Linked DNA regions of Sus scrofa: regions 1 and 3 are each linked to region 2. The links are chromatin contacts, called in public Hi-C and HiChIP or PLAC-seq maps. All regions are on one chromosome and are shown on one strand. Each heading gives the region's core, a stretch centred on a gene start, on an enhancer-like site or on the middle of the called end of the contact. The rest is flanking DNA. Distances are from core to core; before and after follow the strand shown. Region 1 holds the start of TMEM184C (transmembrane protein 184C). Region 2 holds the start of NR3C2 (mineralocorticoid receptor). Region 3 holds the start of ARHGAP10 (rho GTPase-activating protein 10).

Region 1 (3,009 bases), core at 317-2,816, 840 kb before region 2:
CTCTGCTGATCTGCAGAAATTTTACCATGGATGAAACCCAAGTCACACACTGTGCATATGACATTCTGGTCCCTTCTCTCTCTTGGTTTATTCCAAAAGTTCTAGAACCTTAGCTTGCTCCTAGAAACTCAATTTAAAAGACAAATAAGTAAATGATTATAACACAACGTGAACGCTATAAGGATACGGCCAGGGTGGGGAGGGGGGCCGGGAATCAAGGAAGATTTCACAAATCACGTGAAAAAGATTTGCCCATGAGAAAGAATGGGGAAGATTATTATAGACGACAATGACTATGGCTGAAAGCACAGACACAATTTATGTATGAAGTATATCCAAGACTACACAGTATACCAAAAAAGTAAGTAGTTCTTATACTTGGTTGTAGAGTAAAGAGTATTTTCTTTTCCTTTTTTCCAAAACTTAACAATGCATTAATTTAATGAACAGAAAATTTTAAAATAACTATTTCAATTTTGTAGGTTAGCTTAGGAAGAACAAACAAAAGGCCTATTTCCCTTTAAGAAGGCAGTTTGTATTAAGAGGCTGGGTTGTAAAATGCAGATGTCATCAAGCTCCAGACTTAGGGATAGGTACTGCTGGGGAAGACTACTTTCCCTCAGTGCCTCTGTGAGAATCCCAGGCTGGGTATATTCAATGCTGTAGGCCTTCTTGTCCATATATGGTCATGTCAGAAATTCTCAGGTGGCAGGGGCTGACAGGCCAAATGCTTAGCAACACAGCTCAAATCAGATACCAAGGTTAAAACCCCAGCTCTACCACTAACTAGCTCAAGGAGCTTCCCAAATTACTTAACCACTTGAATCTGCCTTCTCTTCTGTTACACGGAAAACTGCCTACCTTTTGGAATTTTAGTACAGTGCCTGACCCTCAGAAAATGACAGATTTAGGACATTTCTGTGTATCTAATTGAGAAGTAGATATTTGTTCTATTGGTTTAGAAAGGCTTTAGATCTGACTTGCCATTTGTTTGCTCTATAGGTTTGGCTAAAAGCTTTAAGCACATTATTTTGTCAATTGTAATATCGACCTTTTGAAACTTAAATGTATGCCTGTTTTTAACAATTTCCAAATGTGGAAAGGTTATTCAGTATTGCTTCTAAAATCCAGCTCTCTCTAGAACGATGTTTCCAAAGGATCCTGAAATAACTAAGTGGTTCTACCCCTAGATTCTCGGAACTAACACAAAACTAGGCGGACCTTTCCCATTTTTCTGTCTTATTAACTCCCCTGTCCACTTCCAGAAAGAATCCAAGTTCTTTTGTGCAGATAAAGGTTCAGCTCTAAGGTAAAGGCCTCTTACCCAGGCTTTCTTAAAGCTGGAATATAGTCAGCAGAACACTGTAGTATGGGGTTCCTGAAGTGTTCTCTAACGATTTGCACAGCTTTCAGAATCCTCCTGAGCCAAAGGGCCACCTGGCAGCAATTCCACAACCTCCACACACTACCTCTTCTTTCAGCCTCGTGACCTCGAGCCACCACCCTACGGCCCCGCCCCCCAAAAATGACCAATCAGAAAGTGGGAAGTGAGCCGGATGGGGTGGGCCTATCTTGGCGCTGTCGACGAATTATCAACCTCAGACAGCGGGAGCGGAAGCGGAAGCCCTGGTTTGGCCTTGGGTTCCGCCTTGCGGGGAATGTCCCGTGGGAACAAGTGAGGCAATCCTGGGGCCAGCGGGTTTGAGTTATCACCTCTTGTCTATCAGCAGAACCCGGCGAGGATACGCCTGCCAGCGCGGGAGGGAGAGCACTCCACCGCTCAAGAAAAGAGCGAGCGGGCAGGCAGCCGCTGGCCAGAACCGAACTGACTACAGGGTCCTTACTCGGCTCTACTCCCCTCCAGGCCATGCTACAGGCTGAGCTCTGGGCGATCCCCAGGTGAGGGCAGCGGCTCTGTCGGGAACTCCACCGCGGAAGAACTGGATAGATGCAGGGTGGGGAAGAAAGAATGCTGCCCTCCCTGCTTCGCGGTAGCCCCCTGAGAGGCCGAATTTTTGGCAGCAGCAGCAGAAAGCACAGTGTGGGCCGAGGAGGCGGTTCGAGCTGCTGGTAAAGTCGCCCCACGACTGTTTTTCCGTAGTATGCGAGTCGACAAAACAGTCAGAGAACAGGGCTCCCCATTACCATCTCCTTCGAGCTCTTTTCCCTTGCTACTCGGAGCTGATTTGTGCGAAAACATGCCTTGCACTTGTACTTGGAGGAACTGGAGGCAGTGGATTCGACCTTTAGCGGTGGTCATCTACCTGGTGTCTATAGTGGTTGCGGTTCCCCTATGCGTGTGGGAGTTACAGAAACTGGAGGTAAGAAAGAGGAGGATCCTGCACCATCCCCCCCACCCTATCTTCTACTGTCCTGCCTATCTAAGGCAGCCGTTTTTCACCCCGGATGCTCAAGACTTGACATTCTGAAAACTATGTCACGTAATGAACCCTTGACGTGACCTGTCCGATTTCTGGTTGGTCACGGCTTTTCAGAGCATGTTACTGGTGGAAGCAGGCCCGAGAAAATAGGATACATTAAGATAGCTACTTCAGAGAGTACTGTTTTGCATGCATTCATCAGTTCCCTGAAAGTAAGGTAACTTTATTCCTGAAATCTGATCTGCTTGAATATTGGACTTAACTAGATCTCCCTTAAAGACCAGGTGTTGAATTTTATTAGCATTTAATTAGCTTCATGAATTAAAGAATTCGAAGTGGTTTAACTTTGTTATTTATTTTTACTTTAGAAATTAACTCTTAACCAACAAAGGTTTTGCAAAAAGTCCCTTGTATAGGTTTTGATGTCACATTCTTATTATGACATCAGTAAAGTACTACAAGCTGAAAGACCTCAAGGTAAATACTTAACCAAGAAACTTTATAAAAATTATAATAAACTTTAAGTTTGAAGTTAATAAAAACCAAGAGTATTTTCACTTAGAAACAGTTATTTTACAAGAGTTATGACAAGACCATGGCGATTTTAGGCCTTTTTGTGTGGAAATGA
Region 2 (3,038 bases), core at 156-2,655:
CTCCCTTACGGAGGGCTGGTCTTGCCCTGGATCTCAGCTTCTTGCAAAATCTAGGTTAGAATCTTGCAGGGACAGCCGCCGCGATTGCTCGCCTGCTGCCCAGCACCCCTGCCCGAAGGCAGCCGCGCGGGCACCTAGTCTCCTGCCCGCAGCCCACCTCGGTTTGCGAACCCGCGCTCTCTGCGCAGACCGTGCCTTGCCCAGGGCCGCCTTGCGATTCCCGGGCCCCCTCCCACCGCTGTCAGCGCAAAGTGACTGTCGCTGCACTCACCTTTTCTAGGACATGGTGGGGAGGCTGGGGCGCGGGGCGGGGGGTGGGTGGGGGCAGCCACACTCCTGCTGCCTCCGCCGCCAGCAGCAACTCCAATATTAGCGGATTGGCAGTAAGGATGGAGAGGAAGATAATCCGGCAGTCGCCCTACTGACGGTGGGTAGAGCAATAGAGCAGTAGTGTTGTTACCCCGCAGGAGGAGGCAAGGCGGCGGCGCCAAATAGCGCAGAGGAGGACGCGGGTGCCTGCCCGCCCCCAGCAGCGGCGGCCGCGGCTCTAGCGGGCCCCTCTCCCGAGGCTGCTGGCCTCCGGGCGGTGACGACGGTGGCTCTGTGAGCCGGGAAGTCCGGCGGGATGACCCCGCGCCGGTCTCCCCGCAGCAGGCTCTCCGCGCCCCCTCCCCGGGCCTGGGGTGACCGGTGACAGCTCCGGCTACGGAGCGTGTAAGTGTGTGTGGGCGAGTGTGTGTTGAGGGGGCGGCTTCAGGGGGAGCCCGCGGCGCCGCAGCCCCCTTCTCGGGTCACACCCTCACCAGCGGGAGGAGGCAGCAAAGCATCCAGACACCGGCTTGCGGGAAACAGGGGCTGGGGGTGCCGATGGCCGCCCTCCCACCCTGGCCCCTGGCTGTAAGGAGGCCGAGGGCAAACGGAACCCCAATGCACGTCACCCAACACCCCTCCCCCCGGTTCCCCAAAGCCCGGCCCTGACCTCGCGCCCCGGCCTCAGGTGCAGTTCCCAGCCGCTGGGGTAGACGCGAGCTAGGGACCACGCGCGGGGGGCGGGAGGGAAAAGTTTCTTTTCCTGCCGCCTGGCTGCCCACCCGGCGAGACGGCTCCTCTCCCCCCTCGGTCTCCCGCTCGCCGCGCCTCTGCCCCACCCCCACCGTGGGGGGGTGCCGAGGAAGGACCGGGTGTCTGCGCGCGGGGGCGTGTGGGGAGAGCGGCGAGGAGCGGCGGCCGCCACCGGTCCCTTCGCGGTGACAGCGGCTCAGAAGCCGCCGCCGCCAGCTCCGCGAAGCGAGCCGAGGAAGGGGCTGGGAGCCAGGCCCCCTCCCATCTCCGCTCGCCGAGCGCCGCGCGCCCCCGTGCCGCCCCGCGCGCCCCCGCGGCCCGGGCAGACACCTACGCCGACGCGAAAGTGAAAGGGGCGACGGAGCCAGGAGGGCGGCTGGCGGCGCGCGGGCGCGCGGCGGGGGGCGGAGGGCGGAGCGGTGACCCGCGATCCAGGGATTCTCAGGCTCCGGCTGCCCTGCGGAGCCGCAAGCGCCTCCTGGCTCCAGAGAAGTCCCACGTCCCCCTCCCCCCCCGGCCACACAAATCACCCCCATCGGAGCAAAAGTGTGCATGTGTGCGCGTGTTCAGGAGCACTCACGTGTGTGACAGACGCTTCAGCCCCAGCCTTTTCTACCTCACCGTTACATTTACACTTAGTGGAAGATTGGGGCGGGGGGAACTTGTGGCTATCACTACCGTTTACAGACCCCTGCTTGCTGTCCTTTACGACTCAGTTAAACCCCTTGAACTGACCACACATGCCCTTTTCCTGGCTTAACACTCTTTTTCCTACAGACTTTATTGACCCCCTCCCCCTGCCCTTTGCTGGTTCTTTCCCATTTTCTTTCTAAATAGCTGTGAAAGTTGTTAATCCCGTCCCACACAAAACCGTGTTAATCACGGAGCTGCGCTGTTAAAACAATCACTGCCTCTCTTCAACCACGTTCCCCCTCGATCCTAGCCTTGAGCTGTCCATTGCGTTGTCACCCACACAGCGTTGGCACTACCCCGTGGCTCGAGGTGGCATTTGGCCTCTAGCAAAACAACCTTTCTCCTGTTCCCTTATGTGGAGAGAATTTAAGTTCATAAGGTACTATGCTTTAGGTGAAATCAAGAAAATAATTAAATGATAAATTTTCAAAATTAACGTAATAAATATCTAGCGAACTTTTAAAAAGAACCATCATTGACAAGTGTACTGATTGCAAAAACTGAATTTTGAAATTCATCAAAAATAGATGGTTGGCGTTGATTGATATAAATGGAAGGATGGATAGATATGTGATTAAAACATGTTTATGGTACAGTATTCATGGCAGGATCTAGGTACGTATACAGGTGTTCACTGCAAAATTCCTTCAACTTTTTTTGTATGTTTGTAATTTTCATAATTAAATGTTAGAGAAAAAGACCCTTCATTTAATGTAAACTTTATAATGTAAATTCAGTTTACAAAAGTTGATAAGTTAGGCATTGATTATTCCTTTCCCCTTTATCAAACTGTTTTCTTCAAATATTCTTTACATAGGTTCTCCACCACTCTTTTAATCAGTAATTTCCATTACAGACAACCACTCAGGGATCAGACTCTGTTGTAAAGTGGGGTTATTATAACTGCAACATTTTAGAAATCTAGAAGATTTCTTCCTGCATTTTCTCTTGTCCAATCTCAAATTTTAATCTTCTGTGCTTCAAAATAGTTTGGGTTTATAACACTGAGCTTTTAAACATATTCTTTTGAAACTTTTTCACACTAAAATAGCTTGCAGGGAGGTCCATATTCCTGAAGGTATATCAGCATCTTTCGACAGAGATGTTAGGAGAATCTTGCCATGACTAATAGGCAAACCTTTATTTGTTTGTGGATATTTGAACCATTAAATTTCTCTCTTCTCCCAATTTCCTTTTGCTGGCTGTAAGAGGTGGTCTTGTGCCACCCTAAAAAGAAATCAGCTCCACGATCAATCTTCGGCTCCCTCATCTGAAGATTTTGC
Region 3 (2,889 bases), core at 49-2,548, 720 kb before region 2:
CCCCTGCTGATTTTTAGCAGGAACCAAGCTTTTCAACCATAAAAATTATTAGTAAAACATTTTGAACTCTCCAGAGGATGGACATTAAAAGCAATAATGTTTATCTGTTTATCTGTAGGTTAGCCACTCACAGAGCTGTTTTGTAACAAAAGAGCTTATCGAGTAGGAGGCTTAGTTAACTTTTTCCTGAGGGTTACACTCCTAGCACAAGCTGTCCAGAGGCTCAATTACCCAGTTCCCAGTCTGAACCTTTTAAAGAATCACTTTGAGGTCTCTCGGTACTATTAACATCATTAGGGGACCTATGTATGTAAACATATGTTGTGAGCCTGTAGAAAAATGTATGTGGAGTCACTAGTGTGTGCCTGGCACATAATAATTGCTTAATAAACTGTTAGCTGCTTTTATTAAAAGTTAATCTAATGAAAAATTGGTTTCTTTCAGGTAAGGATTTCAATAATTTAAAATGTCTCAACATTTGGGGGACACATTTGAGTTGTTTTAGGACAAAGGGAATAATATCCTTTTCTAGGGGCATTGACAAATTCTCATTTGACCATCATCCCCGACCTCCTGAAAACTACCCCGAACCTGGCATCTTCGTTCCAGTGGTTATTTTTAGAATAATAAAGATCGACTCTACTTATTCAAGCGAATTTAATCCGCTGAATACAAGAGAAACAATTCTTACACGATTTAGACACCCTCTCCTTCCCCCTAAGTCGTCAGTGTGGTGACATAGACGAGTGTAAGAGCAGCTCCCCGCCCTTAGCTTTCAATCTAAAGCGGAGATTTAGCAGGCATTTTACTTTAGATGGGGACGGAGAATGGGAAATAGAGAGCCGTTCACAACTCAGGGTCCACTCCAGGATGGATGGGATATCGGACTCATTTGTGTCCTCTAGCAAGCCGGACCTCTGAGTTAAGTCGCCGGGTAGCGGGATTAGAGATGCTCTGAAGACGTCCCTTCCCGGTCTGGGTCAAGCTGCATCGGGGGGAGCAGATAGTGAGTCACCCCGAAGAGGGGGGCCGAAGAAAAGGCGTGGCGCCCGGGTCTGGAGGAGAGCCGCGGGGCGAAATTCTAAACCGAGGGAGCCTCGGAAGGAAGAGGAGGGGCCACTGCGCGTGGGGAAGAGTAGGAAGAAGTGTCGTGGGGAAGGAAGGGAAGGAAGGGAGAGGAGGAAGAAGGTGGCGGAGGAAAAAGAAGAGGGCGCTCGGCCAGCGCGGAGAGGGGCGGGCCGGGAGGCGCCCGGGCGGGGCGGGCTCGCGCCTCCGGGAGGGCGTGCAGCGCGGGGCCGAGCGGGGCGGGGCCGCGGCGCCGGAGCTTTGGCAGAGGCTGCCGGGATCCCGGCGCCCGGTTCTCGCTCCCCTCGGCGGTGCAGCTCAGTGCGGCCGGCCTCACCTCCGCGGGACATGCCGGCGCTGCTCTCGCCGCGCGCCCGGGACTGCTAGCTTCTCCCGCGCTTCCTGCGCGCTCGGCCCCGCACCTGGTGGTGGCCCCGGAGCCCGGCTTGGGCTGTGCGCTCGGCGAGCGGGCGATCGGGCGGCTGGCTGTGCGCGCGGACCGCCGCCGTCATGGGGCTGCAGCCTTTGGAGTTCAGCGACTGCTACCTCGACAGCCCGTGGTTCCGGGAGAGGATCCGCGCCCACGAAGCAGAGCTGGAGAGGACCAACAAGTTCATCAAAGAGCTCATCAAGGACGGGAAGAACCTCATCGCGGCGACCAAAAGTAAGAGGGAACCCGGGCGCGGGCGGGCTGCGGCGCGGCGTGGTTAGGAGGAGCCTCTCCCGGAGGGAGACCGACAGTCCCGTGCCGGAGGGCCGGCTGCCGGAGGATCGGGAGACTCATTGGGGACCGGGAGGCCCCGGGATCGTTCCTTCCGGGCTCTCCGGGCAGCCGAGGGCGAGTCCCCTTTCCTGCCCTGCTCGCCTGCGCAGCGGCTGAAGCCGGGAGCTGTGCGTCCGAGCGCGCCGCCCGCCAGCCCCGGGGCTCCGGCGCCTGCTTTCCCCGCCGGACCCGCCCGCGGGCAAGTTCTGTTGCCCCCTAGAGCTGCTCACTGTCTGGCCCGAAACAGAAACGTGAGTTTCTTGGCTTGTGACCTCTCCCAAGAACTTGCCTGGGGATTCTTTGAAAACCTGCTGGGTGTTGAATTGTTCACAAGTCCCTTAAACCGTACACTTTCCGTGCCATTTGCAGATCTCCTCCAACAGTCTCAGCCTGGGTCCCTTACTGAGCTAAACCAGAAAGTCCACCTGGCGTTGTGGCTGCCTTCCGCGCATTCCTTCCCTCCTCCTGCGCTGAGAAGGGTTCAAAGATTGGGGCTGTGAGGCTGAGCAGACAGCCTGCCCTCTGGCCGGAGCCAGCACTGCCTGCAAATAGGGAATTCCACCCCGGCCAGCTTGCTGCTTTTCTCTTCTCCTCTCTCTCTTTTGAACAACTCAGAAGTGGCCAGGAGGGCTAAGATGTACCTACATTATCCGAAAAGAGCTTTTCTAGGAGAGAGGTGGCCTGAAATTCGCGCTCCAACAGAGTTGGTGATGCGGCTGGAAATGGGGAGGCATTAACTTGAGTGAGGCGCTGGGCAGCCTGACCGCACCTGTAACCCATAGCCGGTTCTGAGGGATCAGTCCCCCTTCTTCCGTCTTAAAAAGACCTACTCGGAGTTCCTGCTATGGCGCAACGGTGTCTGTGGCGTCTCTGCAGCACCAGAACACAGTTTCGGATCCCTGGCCCAGCATAGTGGGTTAAAGGATTTGGGTTTGCAATTAGGTCGCAAATGGTGCTGGGAACTCCGTAGGTCACTGGGCGGCCAAAAAAGAGAAAAAAAGAGAAAAGAAAAGAAAGAAAAAGACCTACCCATACAGCCAGCTGGGAAAAATACCCCATGT

What was found. A called contact is a pair of places that touch in the nucleus more often than the background predicts. HiChIP or PLAC-seq counts read pairs in DNA pulled down with a chosen protein or histone mark.
Region 1: a Hi-C map of skeletal muscle shows a contact between it and region 2, with 5 times the contacts expected there. The contact joins the promoter of TMEM184C here to the promoter of NR3C2 in region 2. A contact is called at or near these places in 2 of 47 Hi-C or Micro-C datasets (heart right ventricle and skeletal muscle).
Region 3: a contact with region 2 is called in an H3K27ac HiChIP or PLAC-seq map of alveolar macrophages. The contact joins the promoter of ARHGAP10 here to the promoter of NR3C2 in region 2. A contact is called at or near these places in 1 of 5 promoter capture datasets (fetal skeletal muscle), 2 of 47 Hi-C or Micro-C datasets (embryonic fibroblasts and liver) and 2 of 2 datasets of contacts at active chromatin or transcription factors (alveolar macrophages and skeletal muscle).

Annotation. Positions count from the first base shown.
Region 1 is chr8:81,139,022-81,142,030 of Sscrofa11.1, reverse strand. It overlaps TMEM184C (transmembrane protein 184C), which reads left to right and starts at 1,566. Exons shown (of 10, transcript XM_021101527.1): 1 at 1,566-2,321. The coding sequence starts at 2,103. It overlaps LOC110262145 (a long non-coding RNA gene), which reads right to left and starts at 1,490. Exons shown (of 3, transcript XR_002346744.1): 1 at 1,325-1,490.
Region 2 is chr8:80,301,539-80,304,576 of Sscrofa11.1, reverse strand. It overlaps NR3C2 (mineralocorticoid receptor), which reads right to left and starts at 1,405. Exons shown (of 9, transcript XM_021100657.1): 1 at 980-1,405. It overlaps LOC110261980 (a long non-coding RNA gene), which reads left to right and starts at 318. Exons shown (of 3, transcript XR_002346407.1): 1 at 318-427.
Region 3 is chr8:81,022,910-81,025,798 of Sscrofa11.1, reverse strand. It overlaps ARHGAP10 (rho GTPase-activating protein 10), which reads left to right and starts at 1,298. Exons shown (of 23, transcript XM_021100659.1): 1 at 1,298-1,729. The coding sequence starts at 1,576.